Regions from separate parts of the Mus musculus genome. Here regions 1 and 2 are each linked to region 3. A link is a contact called in public Hi-C and promoter capture Hi-C data. All regions are on one chromosome and are shown on one strand. Each heading gives the region's core, a stretch centred on a gene start, on an enhancer-like site or on the middle of the called end of the contact. The rest is flanking DNA. Distances are from core to core; before and after follow the strand shown.

Region 1 (3,976 bases), core at 624-3,123, 130 kb after region 3:
ACATGATGTGGTATCAGCAATATTTTAAGGTCAAGACACCTTTTCTAATAAAGGCACTGCCTGTGTTCATAAAGCATTCCACAAAGATCTAAACAAATGGTCTTCCTCTTGGATGGCCTTGAATGGTATCCCTCAGCTAGGTTCAGGTGAATCTGGGTATAGTCTTTTCCAGGGCTCAGCGATGTCTCCACGCACCATCAAGGATATCCCTTGACCTCCAAGGTAGAGAAATTGGACATTGGAAGAGACATTGGATTTCCTTCTCATGGCCTTGTCCAAGAAGTGACTCCCATCCTTTGTACTCACAAATTATTAGGTCATCACATGGCTCCTCTTAGCTTTGAGGGGTCAGACAATGCTGTCTTTAGCATTTCCCAGCAGGAGAACTGTGAAACAGGATCTAGTGAACACTCCTTGGTGTTTGTGACCCAAAACGTCCTTGCTACCGCCACTTTGAATTAATCAGAAAGTCTGGTGAGGTAAGGAATAATAAAGAATATTGATAACTTAGATGGAACTCTGAAATTTACATACGTTTCCCAACTCTGGACTTCTCCCTAAACTGTTGACTCTACAAAATTACTTTTAAAAAGCAAATAAGATTTATGTTAGTTAAGGGTGATTTATTTTGCTAGACTTAGCATTCTAGTTTTTCACCCAAATCCTAAAAGATGTAGTGTAGAACTGCTATTTTCTATTCACAGTTCTCTCAGGGACCCACCCACATAAGGAACGAAATGAGAGCAGAAGACTAAGCAATGATGGTTTCTTTCCTCTCCCATTGCTTACAGAAACTGGCTGACATCCAGCTAGAAGGCACAGTTATAAACATTGGTATCTTGGAGGTACAGTTGGCAAACGCAGCCGGAGGACTGGTGCGGTACTGCAGTGCAGAACTGAAAGATGAACTGGGATTCAGAGTTTGTGTGGTGTCAGGGGTGTTTTCTGAAAGTGCCATGGCATTAGAAAAGTATGGCAGCCAAATTTTGGAAGGGCTAGCTTGGGCTAGCTCATGTGATTTGGCAACAATCTTTAATCTGAAATATAACCGAAACAAAACTTCGTAGTCTCTAACATACATGAAGCATTCACAGAGACCCAGTAGCAGCAGCCCTGGGGTAAGGGAGATGACACGGCATGGGAAGGCACTCTGGCTTCCAAGCTAGACAAACCGTCTGTGATCATGGCTTCTTTCTACCTCTTAGGAAACTTGGCCAACTCAGCCACTTATTCTGCGTTTAGACATTAGCTGCCTTCTCTTCAAAATGATGGTGACCATGCTCATTATGTGACATTGTCAGGAGGGTTGGCTATTGCTACATCTGTAGCATCAAGAAATATTTAACAAACCTAGTGTTGAGGAGGAAAAAAAAGTATTAGGTTTTTAGTTTTTGCCTTAAAAAAAAACTATATTAGAAAAAATGGCTGAGGCACTCTAATGACTGGGCTGATTTTATTTTTACTTAATAATGGACACGGCAGAACTAAAACAGGAAGCCTGTATTATTTATATTATTACATTTAAATTTCTACCACCACTGACTTACTTGTATTTTTAATGTGCACATGTGCATATGTTCGTTTATCCCATCTCCATCTTTTTCCTTTCCCGGTGTTGGCTGATGCGTGGCAGAAACGAGACTTGTTGAGACAAAAGGGAGACAGAATGGAGTCCTGAAATCAACAGTGTGAACATCAGTTAATGCTTTAATTTCCATGTTCCGTGGTTATGCAAGCCCACTGATTTGGAATTTCAACATAACCTTGAACCATCACCAACTTTAATTTTCCCCATGCCTCCACCAGTAGTAATTGGGCCTCCCTCCTGCCGCTGCTGTGGCTGCTGGCTTTGTAGTTACTGTCTTTCCTGGGCTTCCAGTGACTTTGTTTAATTCCTCTTGGCAGCTGTAAGGGCTGGATGCCAAACTCCTGTGCTTGTCACATCAGAACCAAGACTCCCACTGGCACACCATGGCTGGCTGAACTGAGCCTCTGAATTCTCAGCAAAGTTCCCTCGGTGAGATTTCTGGGCAGGCCAGGAGCTTTTTTCTCAAGCTAATGTTAAAAGCAGGGCTAACGGGTCAAATGCAATGGAATTCAAACCTTTGGCCATACTCTCATCATTCAATAAATGACTTAAATAACTTATTTGATCAACAGGACCTCAGCTTCCTCTTTGCTAACATGAGAACAGAAATGCTATTTACTTCAAAGGTTGTTTGGGATTAAACTAATTAGGCTAGATAAGCTGTACCTGGACTCTATTAAGATTACATAAAGTTAGCAACTACTGTTTCACCTTTCCTCGAAGGATCCCCCCACCGTGTGTTCCCCCATGAGATAACTAATTATATATTATTAGGCATGGAGTTTATCTGGAAGGGCCCCTCCCTTAAAATCAGAAGTCTGTGAAACTAAGGATTGAAACTGCAGGACTCTGCTGCCTGGCCAGAAGTGTGGGAGCTGCATCTTTATCTCTGGCTCTGGGTGGGGACAAGACATTCTGAACTTCCCAAAATATCATATGATTATTGTGTAGCTGTAGTTTTTCTGGTAAAGATTAGGGGATTACACTGTTCTCTCCCTAGGAGTCGAGTTTGAGGGGAATGTCAATTACCTGGATGAAAACCCAGCTCAGGGAAGCCATGTGGTCTAGAGACTTAAGAATTAGTGTAAAACCTGCCTGCGCTACAGAGCCAGACCATGGCCCCTTTGGGCATCTCCCACCTTTACCCTTTAAAGTGTCTCACTTTACAATAAACCCTGTCTTCTACATGGCACTCTCTGCCCTGTCTGAACTCTTTCAGTGGCGATCGCAAGGAGCAGGATGCTTGTGGGAGACCTGAGGCAGACTCTGATGAACTGCAGTGCTTAGACATCCACGAGTCATGGTCTGTCTGCGGGGCCTAGCAACTTTCTATGCCTAGCACTGTGGTTCCTTCTCAGGCACAAGGAGTATCTACATCTTTCACATCACAGGACAAATGGATTAAATGGATTAATGGATTAAAGCATTAGACATTTACTCTCACAGCTTAGACATCAGTAGCCAGCAAGGCCAGGCTGTCTCTGGAAGCTGCAAGGAAAACTCCAACCTTGCCTTTTCTTAGTTTTGCTCTGTTTCTAGTAACCCTTATGTGTAACTATATTGCTCCACTGACTACATCTTCTCATGTTATATTTCCCTCTTTCTCTTTCTTTTATAATTATAAAGATCCTAAAAATATTACTCTAAATGAGAAACACAACCCAGCTTTTTTCCATATCGACTAGTTACATGCATAATAACCCTATTTCTATTGTCTTGCTCTGCAATCCCGAGAGTTACAATTTCAATACATTTTTTGGAAAGACATAGATCCAACCATAATTTTAGGGACCTTTTGTTTCGTATCAGACCTAGTTACGATTTGTATCTGTTTACATTCATGGTCAATCCATTGCTAGTGGGATCTGCTAGGAGGAGGTAGTTGTGTCTCCCTTGGTTTCCTTGGCTTCCCGTGGCTCTGAGAAAGAAAAAATCAGACCACAATGTAGTGTAGAACATAAACAGGGTTTATTGTGGAGTTGAAGACATCACACTCTCAAGAGGGTAATTCAAAAGGGACACAACTGAATGGCACAAATTGAAGTTTTAGGCAAGTTAATATTATATTATTTCCAAATTCTTGAATAGACAGTTTTCCTGAAGGGTGTTTAGCTGTCCAGATGAGTGACTAGCCACTTGAAATTGGCTCTTGTGGGAGAGGATAATGGTATGCACCTGTTCTTTATCAAAAATCGTGCGTATGTAGTAATCGTATGAGTGTCTGGGAAGCTCAGGATGTCATATCTCCATCCAGGGCCAGAGATACAACTGAATTAATTCTTTTTACCAATAGCCAGAGTCCTGAAGCTTCAGCTTCTGGTTTTATAAGTTGCTGACTCTGAGGAAGATGACCTCTAAGGCAACTGTCCTCTAACCAGTTATCTATGG
Region 2 (4,426 bases), core at 1,413-3,912, 230 kb after region 3:
TTGCGATTTCAGGATGGTACATGAAAGGACAGTTTAGCCTTTATTAGATCTAAGAAACTGGATTTAAGGATGAAGAATGTCTCAAATGCTGATCTGAGTAAACCGATCAAAAATAGAACATTACCTAAATGTTGAGGAGCTCAGATTTATAAAAGACAGAGACATTCACGTGTAAAACCAAAGCATTTGGGCCATTGAGAAGAAAGGTTGTGGCCTGGCTTCTAGCCTGTCTCTATCCTTAACCCTTTCCTTTTGAATTCAAAGAGATTAAATCAACTTCCCCGGGCCAGTCCTGGATGAGAACATCAAGAGCATGTTGGCTGTGAGAAGGAGAAGGGGGAGATGGAGACGGGGCTGTGAGATCATAGGTCTTTTCCATCTTTGCATCCTGGGTTTCTGCCATTCCTTCCCACACAACTCAAACTGCAGCCACACTGGCTCGCTTGCCATTCCCTAAACATACCCCACACTTAAGTCGGAAGAGCCTTGCACATATTGTTCTACTGCTCTCACGCCACCTCCTCATTTCTGCCCTGCAAGCTCCTACACATGTGCACGAGTCCTACCCCACTTTTTGAAATCTACCTCAATTCACAAGAGGTAAACTGTGTCTCCCACTGGCTTCCATGCTTGCCTATTTCTCCCCCACTCTGACTCTGTGTAACTGAAATGTACGTAGCTGAAATGCCTTTATTCCTCTTATGGAATAAGCTGAGCTCCTAAATCACTTTCTGTTCCGTCCTTGACAGAGAGCTCAACCATGGAGAGCAGGGTTGATAACCGTGTGCATCGTTTTAGATAAGCCATAATTCAGACACAAGAGTGACAAAAACAAGGAGAGGCTGCTAGAGGTAAAGATCTAGGTCAGGGTGAGAACTGAGGTAAAGACAGAGGTAGGGATGGAGATGGGGTGGACAGTGGTCCTAAGAAGGGGAACTGAGGTGGGGATAAGGCTGTGAATATGGACAGGGGTAAGGACAGAGGTAGTGATGGGGAAAGCAATGGGGATGGGAAAGCATGGGGTTTGGGATGGAGATGAGGAGAGAGACAGAGCTAGGGGAGGGATAGAATAAAGACAGAGACGGAGGGGGAAATGAGGATAAGGAGAGATGGGGTGGTGTTGGGCTATACATAGGGGCAGAAGGAAGAGGGTGAGATGAAGACAGAGATAAAGGAGCAGAAGCTGAATGGAGACTGCGGTGGCGGTAGAGGGCGTGAGATGGAAGAGACAGAGATAGAAATTGTGTGCTGCTTGTTTCAGTTACCAAAGGGGGCAAACCTCAGGGACAGAGAGGCACAGAACCTCTGTGCGAATGTTTACTCTGAGGGCTGTAATTTGGATAAGTAGAGGGAAAGCAGACTTCATTAAATTTGCAATGAAACTGCCGGGTACATCAGGATGCAGAACAGGGGATAATAGAGCTCCACTATGCTTTGGGTTATTTTATTTAGATTGAGTTTGATCGTCTTTAATACTGAATTCTGAGTCTCAGGAAGCGTAGACTGTGTATTTCTTTTAAGTATATGCAAAACAAACAAACAAAAAAACCAACAAAAACAAAACTAATATCTTCAACAAATAAAAAGCTGCTTTTGAATGAAGAACCATGGGAATCTCCATCACAATTACACTAAATTAATATCCCTACTAAGAGAGTGAGCTTCACAAACAATTGAAAAGGAAAGCAATACAAAAACACCTCTTTTTACACATTAGCCACCCTGCTATAAACATCAAGGAAGAGTGAGATGCCTCATGCACAGGTGGAGCATGCGGTGTCAAGATAGATAGATAGATAGATAGATAGATAGATAGATAGATAGATAGATAGATGGATGGATGGATGGATGGATGGATGGATAGATAGGTAGATAGAGAGATAGAGAGACAGAGAGATAGAGAGATAGAGAGATATAGATACTCAGGAAGCAACTTTTATGACCAGAGATGCTTTTAAGAATGAAAAATTAAGACACAGTTAACACACACCACCAATACACCACACCATAGAACATAACTTAGATGAGCTAATCTGCAAGAGTGGAGTAAAAAAATGAGGTAATGCTGTTGAGGGGATTATATTCAAAATATGGCAAGACATCAATAGTGACCGAGCGGAGGAAGGAAGGCGTCTCAGCTGTTAGCAATAAGGCAACCGCAAATTTGCAAGATGTATTAACTGCTTCAGTAACTGGTAGTTCAAGAAGTTTAATCCCCAAGACTTCATGCGACCGTCTGTGACAGGGCTGCCCGAGCTATACATCTTTTTCTTGGCCGTGGTTACTGAAATTCTTCCTCCCTTCGTCCTTCCCTCGAGGGTCAGTTCAGGAAGAAAGAGTAGTAGATGGAGAGCTGGCTTCTTGTCTTTCCTCATCCTGCAAAGACTGCCTCCACCACGGACAAGAGGAATGTGTAATGTTGCTCAGACAGGCGGAGGAACTGACACCACGTTTTCTATATCACCCAATGTGCTGAAGGGTGCAAATCATTTGTAAAAGCATTAAGTTGGTTACATTGGCTAAGCAGTTGAAATTGTAAGCTCTTGAATGTCAAGCGCTGACCCTGTGGGGTGGGGGGAGGTTGAAGTGGAATGGTGTGGTGGAGGGCAGGCTTTGGGTCATGTTTTATACTGGAAGTTTAATTGTCCTGGCAAGGATGTTGAAGTGACTCATTGAGCTGAAGTGGATTCTATCTTCCAGCACAGATTTGAAATGGGGGAGGATAGCGCAGCAATAGTATCTTTAAAAGAATTGGCTTAGTTTGCCTCAGCCCCTAACTACTTCCATGCAGATTCATTTGTTTTGGACACCAATGTTGAAAGCAAGCCAATGATAGCAAAAATAGTGTCTATGTCGCCCCTTTTGAACCCACACAAACCTTTTCACTGTGTTTAAGCCAGGGATTTTTTTTTCCAAAGAAAATTACATGTTCTTTGGTCCTTTCCGATCTTTTATTGAAGAACGTTAAATAGTTTATAGCTAGAAAGAATTATAAAGTCATCATGACACCAAGTTTGTGCAATGGTGTTTTCCAAATGTGTTTTGATTATTCTCACAGAAACTCTCATCCCACTCAGAGATGAGTGTTTCTAACTTGGCGTTGTAAGGTGAGTCATGCTGTCTGTTTATCCCCGGGACATAGGTGCTGGATTTACCTTGCTTTAAAGGAATGCTCTCTGCATGGGTTTTATAATCCTTTGCTAGTCAGTGGCCAACCCCCTGAGATGCCCCTTGTGTCACTGAAAATAGTGAACTCGAAACTCCAGCACAGAGCAACCCTTTACTATCAGCTGGGGAAATTTTCTGCTGGAAGACTGTTGCATATGCTTGCAGAAATGCTGCCTCTTAAATCCCCACCCCTAAGAGTGTAATCAGAGCTATTCCAAAGGCAAGTAGGACCAAGTAATCTCCATCCAGAGGGTGTCACAGAAAACCTGTGGATGCTATTGCTGGGCTGGGAAGGGAAATCAGGGAAGGATGCGGAGAACAGGGACATTTTGTTCCCAGAATACCTTTACTAAGAGACTCTTAAGATGAAGCTAGTAGTCACTGCATGATAAATGGGTTTTGAATCGTGTGGAAGCTCAGGGGAGGGACTGGCATTTTGATTACCCAGATTCAAATCAGACCAAGGAGAGTAGAAAGGGGTTAATTTCTTAGAAATCTCAGAAGCAGAATGAACAGGCTCCAGTAATAAAAATAAAATAAAATAAGCAGTAATGAAGCAGCTGAGTGATAGAATTTCTTTCAGTCTTTGAAGTGGGAAAGTGTCGTGATGAATTCTGTTGGTCCAGGTGAACTTGGGTCACCTACAGGAAGCTCTGCTGGCGACAAAAGAAACATAAACTTGCAGCCATGATAAGATCATTGCTAGAGGAGTCAGAGACCATCACTGTGGGAGTGACCACTGAAGGCTGGGGGGAAAGTATGCTCTCTAAACTGGAGAGAATGGAAAGATAAAGCTAGAATCCGTGTTTCTAGTCAGGCAGGGCAAATAGAAAAGGTGCAGCCCTTCTGTTTCATGGAAAGACCACCAAAAAGCATCAAGGTGGCATAGAAGAATAGTTGAAAGGAAAATGAAATCTAACAAGAGCATTTTATAAGCTAGAAGAACAGGGAAATGTGGAGTGAGTGAGGAAACCTCACAGCAAAAGGGAAGGCTGTACTGATGAAGCCTAAGTGCAGCCAAGTTGATGTGTAGTGTTATTCTGGCAGAAATAGAGGCGGGTGCATAGATAGGAGCTATTCAGTATTGGAGGTAACATATCTTCAGAGATTTAAACTCATTTAGATTCAGAAAAACAAATAAAACATCACATTTCTTTATGCCTTCCTCAGTTCCACACAGCCAAGAGTCATGTTCTCTTTACAGTGAGGTGGAAGATTATATAGCTGACTATCCAAGGTGAGAAAGCTAGAAAATTCG
Region 3 (4,454 bases), core at 760-3,259:
CAAATACACCTGGTGGCATATTCACCCAGGGAGGCCAGGAACTTATGTAGGAGCAGAGGCAGGAAACACAGAGCACAGCTGATACTGGTTTGTCCCCATGGCTCATGCTCAACCAGGTTTATACAACCCAGACCCACATGCACAGGAGAAGCAATGGCCACAGCAGGCAGGAGCCTCCTAATCAACCAACAACTGAGACCATTCACCATAGACACTGCCACAGGCCAACCTGAACTGGGCAATTTCTCAGCTGAGACTCACTTTTCTCAGGTGACTCCAAGTTCCAATTAATTAATAATAACAATTAGCAGAACAGGCCAACTCCTAAAAGATCTTTTTATACATCAATGGAGATCCAATTATATAAGAATAATATACCTGAACATCTGGAAGAATTATTTAGATGAATTTTTTTCCAATGTACAAAGGCAAGTTTTACACACGCATGCGCGTGCGCGCGCACACACACACACAGACAATACACACAAATGAATAAAATACATACAGAATAGGTGACTCTGTTTTCAGACATACATTATAGGTTATAAAAATGTCAGTAATTTGAAATAGAAAAATAGGAAGCACTAAGCAAGGTGGTCCAGATGGGGGGAAAAGAACAAACTCTAGTTCTTTCTAAAGACACTGAATTAATTACGAGAAGGAATTACTATGTGGGAATTTTGGATGCTCATCACTGAATTCTCTTGGGTGCTGGATTATTAGGCAGCTAGCTATAAAGGTGTAAGTCTCGTGCCAGGCCTTTCCCTTTACACAACTTTTATTACTCTATTTCTAGAATGATACACCATAGTTGAGGGTTTCCCTCCCCCTCCCCCCAGAATATTAATTCCAAGTCAGACATTTGGATTCAAACCCAGCCTCACTACTCCTTAAGCAACAGCAAGAAAGCGTTTCTAGTCCCGTTTTGTTTTTTTTTTGTTTTGTTTTTTTTTTTCAAAATGGAGGGAACACTCCAATCCCGTCGTGTTCTAGTCCCCTAAGCCTACACAGGCCTCAGCATAACGCAGTGCTCCTGAAAAGCTCTGACAAGCCCTTCATTCACAATGTCCAACCCCATTTTTTTTTCTTTCCTTACTATTCTCTTGGCAGTAGCCCATGCACCATCTTGTGATCTCCTATCCACTGCTGACTCAAATTAATTGAATTGTTTTTGTTTTTAAATTTAGGTAGGCCCCTTGAGGACACCGCCTGGATCTCATTTCTTAAATTAAAAAAAAAAAAAAAATTTTTTTTTTTTCCTTTCCTGAGAACTTACCCCGGGCCAACCAAGCACAGTGAGCAAGGATTAAGTCGGTGATTCTTGTGTTTTCCTCTAAGGGTGCTCCCTAAATGAAGCGGACTTTATACTTACCTCGAAGGTTTTACAAGAGGGCATAGGGGAAACCAGGGTGGTGGACCATCAAAAAAGACAGGTGGGAGGCGCAGGGGAAACCCGCTGGTGGTGCTAAGCATACACTTACACAGTGTAAATATGATCCAAAAACGTCTCTATGACACCGGCAAGGCAGACAACAGCTTAGGACCTGCAATAGGGGTGTGTGGTGGGGTATGTATGTCAGATCACTGCTGGTCGACCCTGAAACAGTGGTTAATCCACGTGCCTGGAGACTTACACCGATATGGTGCTATGACTGAACTTGGGGTTAGGTAAGGACTGCCGTTCGACCATGCTGTGGGTGCACGGGTCAAGCACACCAGCGAAGGAAGGAAGAGGATGAAGATGAGTGCTATACAGAAAGAGGAGCCCTCGGGCGACCCTGGGCGCTGGGGGACCGAGAAGAGGGTGCTTCCCCTACTGTAGCGAGCGGGTCGGAGACCACGAGACTGTAATGCACCTGAGCCGTGCAGGAAGATCAGCGAGGCACTGTGTCTCCCGGTCGGGGACACCACACAACGCGGCAGGTGAACAGCGCTGGGCACAGCAGCCATGGCGGAGGAGAGATGGCAAGGCGCGCGGCCACGTCCCTAGCGTCACGGGGCCGCGCGCGCAGGCAAGCAGCACCAGCATGGGTGTGCGCATGCGCCGTGCCTGGCGCCCCGCCCCTAAATCTGACGAAGGAGTGCTCAGCTCTGGATTCTGCTGAGGAATGCTTTCCTTAGGTCAGGTTCCTCCATTGTAATGACTGAGAATAAACTTTAGTCCCGAGAATTTGCTGCAGGTTTTAAACTGCAGTTCTAAAGCTCAGGATCACCCAGTTTGGGAAATATTACTGTCTTTAAATTTTTACAGATATAACCATATTTTATATAACCATCCGCTTTGGGGCTTGCACCAGATGTTCGTAGCTTTTTGCACACAGGGTGACCCAGCCATATAATAATTTCTTTTGTATGTGTGTGTGTCTTTGTCTTTTTTCTAATAGTTAACAGATAGATCTAATTTAATGAGCTAGGACTTCACATTCTTTGGCATGGCTGTTAGCAAAACTGTGGGCAATGATTAGTGGAAATGATTACAAGCTGGAGATGGTTGTGCGTGGCTGATGGCAGCAGGAAGTAACATGAAAATAAGTGTGGGATTAAATGACCCACAACTTCAATTTCTGGATACATCCCCTTCCTAAAAAGAACAAATCAGGCACTTAGATAGAGGCTCCTACATCACTATCTGCGGTGGTATTTACAGACCGCAAAGGATAAAACAACCCCCATGCCATCTCCACGCGGATGGACAGGATACATGGTATGCGTGTACCAGTAAGTACCGTCACTGCTAACAAAGACAGAATTCCCATCCCAGTACAAAATAGACTAGCTTGTGTTGTAATCATAAAAAGATAAAGAGCTATAACAATATGTTCTGGCAGGGTGTGGGGGAAGGATATGTCTCAGCGGGCCCATGCCAAGGCAGTCCTTTCCCCTGTATAGAACAGAGCTTATTCAGGGCATGGGGAGAGGAGTTAAGAGTGTAGAAGAGGCAGAGAGAGGCAGGGAGTAGAGAAGCAGAGGCCCGCCATGAGCACGTGTAGAGAGGGGTGAGGGGAATGGGGCAAGAGGCAAGGGAGAGAGAAGCAGAAGTAAGAGAACACGAGAGGCAGGAGAGGGAGAAGGGGCCAAGCAGCCCCTTTTGTAGTGAGTCGGCCTACCTGGCTATTGCCAGGTAACTGTGGGGATGGAATCCATACAGAATACCAATAGCTTTGAAAACACTGTGTTGGTTAAAAGAGACAGATAGAAAAGGAGAAACTAACTGACTCCATCCAGACAGGCAGTAAAAGAAGGCTTTCCTTACAAGGGCCAACTCACTATAAAAGCCACAACAGGAAGGTAATAGGGACTGGAGTCCTACCTGCAGGCTAGGCTTGGCTTCTTACCTGGAACTTGACCCTTCCTAGAGTCACAATCACTGTTAGACAGGGCCAGACTGTTCTGAATCTAAGCACTGCTCCTTCATCTTTCCATGACTTGAAAGCTATGGTTGCTTTCATCTACAGTTACAGAACAAACATCTCTGTCCCTGGAGTTAGAGATGCCATCTGGTAGGCACACTGTTGGGGCTGTGCTTCTTTCCGGTCCTATCATACTTTGAAATGTAATTAGGTTGCAGGCTGTCTGGCAGCCCCTTTTAAGACCGATCTTTTGCTCTGTTACATTGGCAGTGGGAATATCCAAGGAGGATTTTCACTGTTACATTCTTTCCCTCTTCCTACAACTTCTTGTTTCTTTGTTGCTGCTCATATGTTTTTAGCCAGTCTGTCCAATCACCCTGTTTGATAACATCAGTGATAGACCAAAACAGTCAGCATAGAGCACACAACTAAAGCAAAGAAAAGAAATAAGAAAAACAGTCTTCCATTTTTTCCCAAATTTTTTTCATGTCTTCTGGGATAAAAAAAAATACAAGGTTAAGCTAGGTGTGGTGGCACTTGCCTTTAATCCCAGCATTGGGGAGGCACAGACAGCAGATCTCTGTGACTCCGGGAGCTCCCTCTGGGTGTTATGGGAGATACCAGGTCAGGGTTTAATTTCCTATGCTGTGTTTAGGAATTCTTTAAGGTGAATGTGTTATCTTTACAGAACATGTGAAGGTCCCGCCCTTGGAGTGCAGCATCTGATGTTTGAGATGGTGGCAGTTACATGAAATCCAGCCCATTACCCCTTTTCTCATTTATGACCCTGAATGTGTCTTCTCTGTTGGTTAATTAATTAATTAATAATTTTTACTTATTCTTATTACTGGGTGCATGTATGTGAATAACCTGCTGGTGTGTGTGTCACGGTACACATGTGGAGGTCAGAGGACAGCTTTGTGGAATAAGTTCCCTCCTTCTACTTGCAAGTGTGTTCCAAGTGAGTCACTACCAGGCTTATTCAGTGAGTGCCTTAACCAGCTCACCCACCTTGCTAACTTGGTTGCTATTTATCCACTGCTGCATTTTGCAAAACACAACTATGCATAACAAATGCACATTTGTCAGGAAGCCCCAGCCATA

What was found. Promoter capture Hi-C pulls out the DNA fragments that hold promoters and counts their contacts. Hi-C and Micro-C count contacts between places; a contact is called where the count stands out from the background.
Region 1: a promoter capture Hi-C map of 3T3-L1-derived adipocytes shows a contact between it and region 3, with 2.7 times the contacts expected there. The contact joins the enhancer-like site here to the promoter of Lyplal1 in region 3. A contact is called at or near these places in 6 of 39 promoter capture datasets (the 3T3-L1 cell line, 3T3-L1-derived adipocytes, cranial neural crest and 2 more), 1 of 484 Hi-C or Micro-C datasets (nephron progenitors) and 2 of 9 other capture datasets (adipose tissue and liver).
Region 2: a contact with region 3 is called in a Hi-C map of uterus, with 2.1 times the contacts expected there. The contact joins the enhancer-like site here to the promoter of Lyplal1 in region 3. A contact is called at or near these places in 8 of 39 promoter capture datasets (the 3T3-L1 cell line, 3T3-L1-derived adipocytes, embryonic stem cells and 2 more) and 3 of 484 Hi-C or Micro-C datasets (embryonic fibroblasts, nephron progenitors and uterus).

The regions. Positions count from the first base shown.
Region 1 is chr1:186,248,613-186,252,588 of GRCm38.p6, forward strand. No RefSeq gene overlaps it. Among named protein-coding and RNA genes, the nearest start is that of Gm35201, 110 kb to the left of the region's middle. Within about 2 kb of position 1,874, at least 28 of the 459 cell types and tissues checked have an H3K27ac peak or open chromatin away from gene starts, as enhancers often do. A contact at or near this core is called in 3T3-L1-derived adipocytes and adipose tissue, where this site is marked.
Region 2 is chr1:186,345,184-186,349,609 of GRCm38.p6, forward strand. No RefSeq gene overlaps it. Among named protein-coding and RNA genes, the nearest start is that of Gm35341, 60 kb to the right of the region's middle. Within about 2 kb of position 2,663, at least 19 of the 459 cell types and tissues checked have an H3K27ac peak or open chromatin away from gene starts, as enhancers often do. A contact at or near this core is called in uterus, where this site is marked.
Region 3 is chr1:186,115,301-186,119,754 of GRCm38.p6, forward strand. It overlaps Lyplal1 (lysophospholipase-like 1), which reads right to left and starts at 2,010. Exons shown (of 5, transcript NM_146106.2): 1 at 1,857-2,010. The coding sequence starts at 1,950.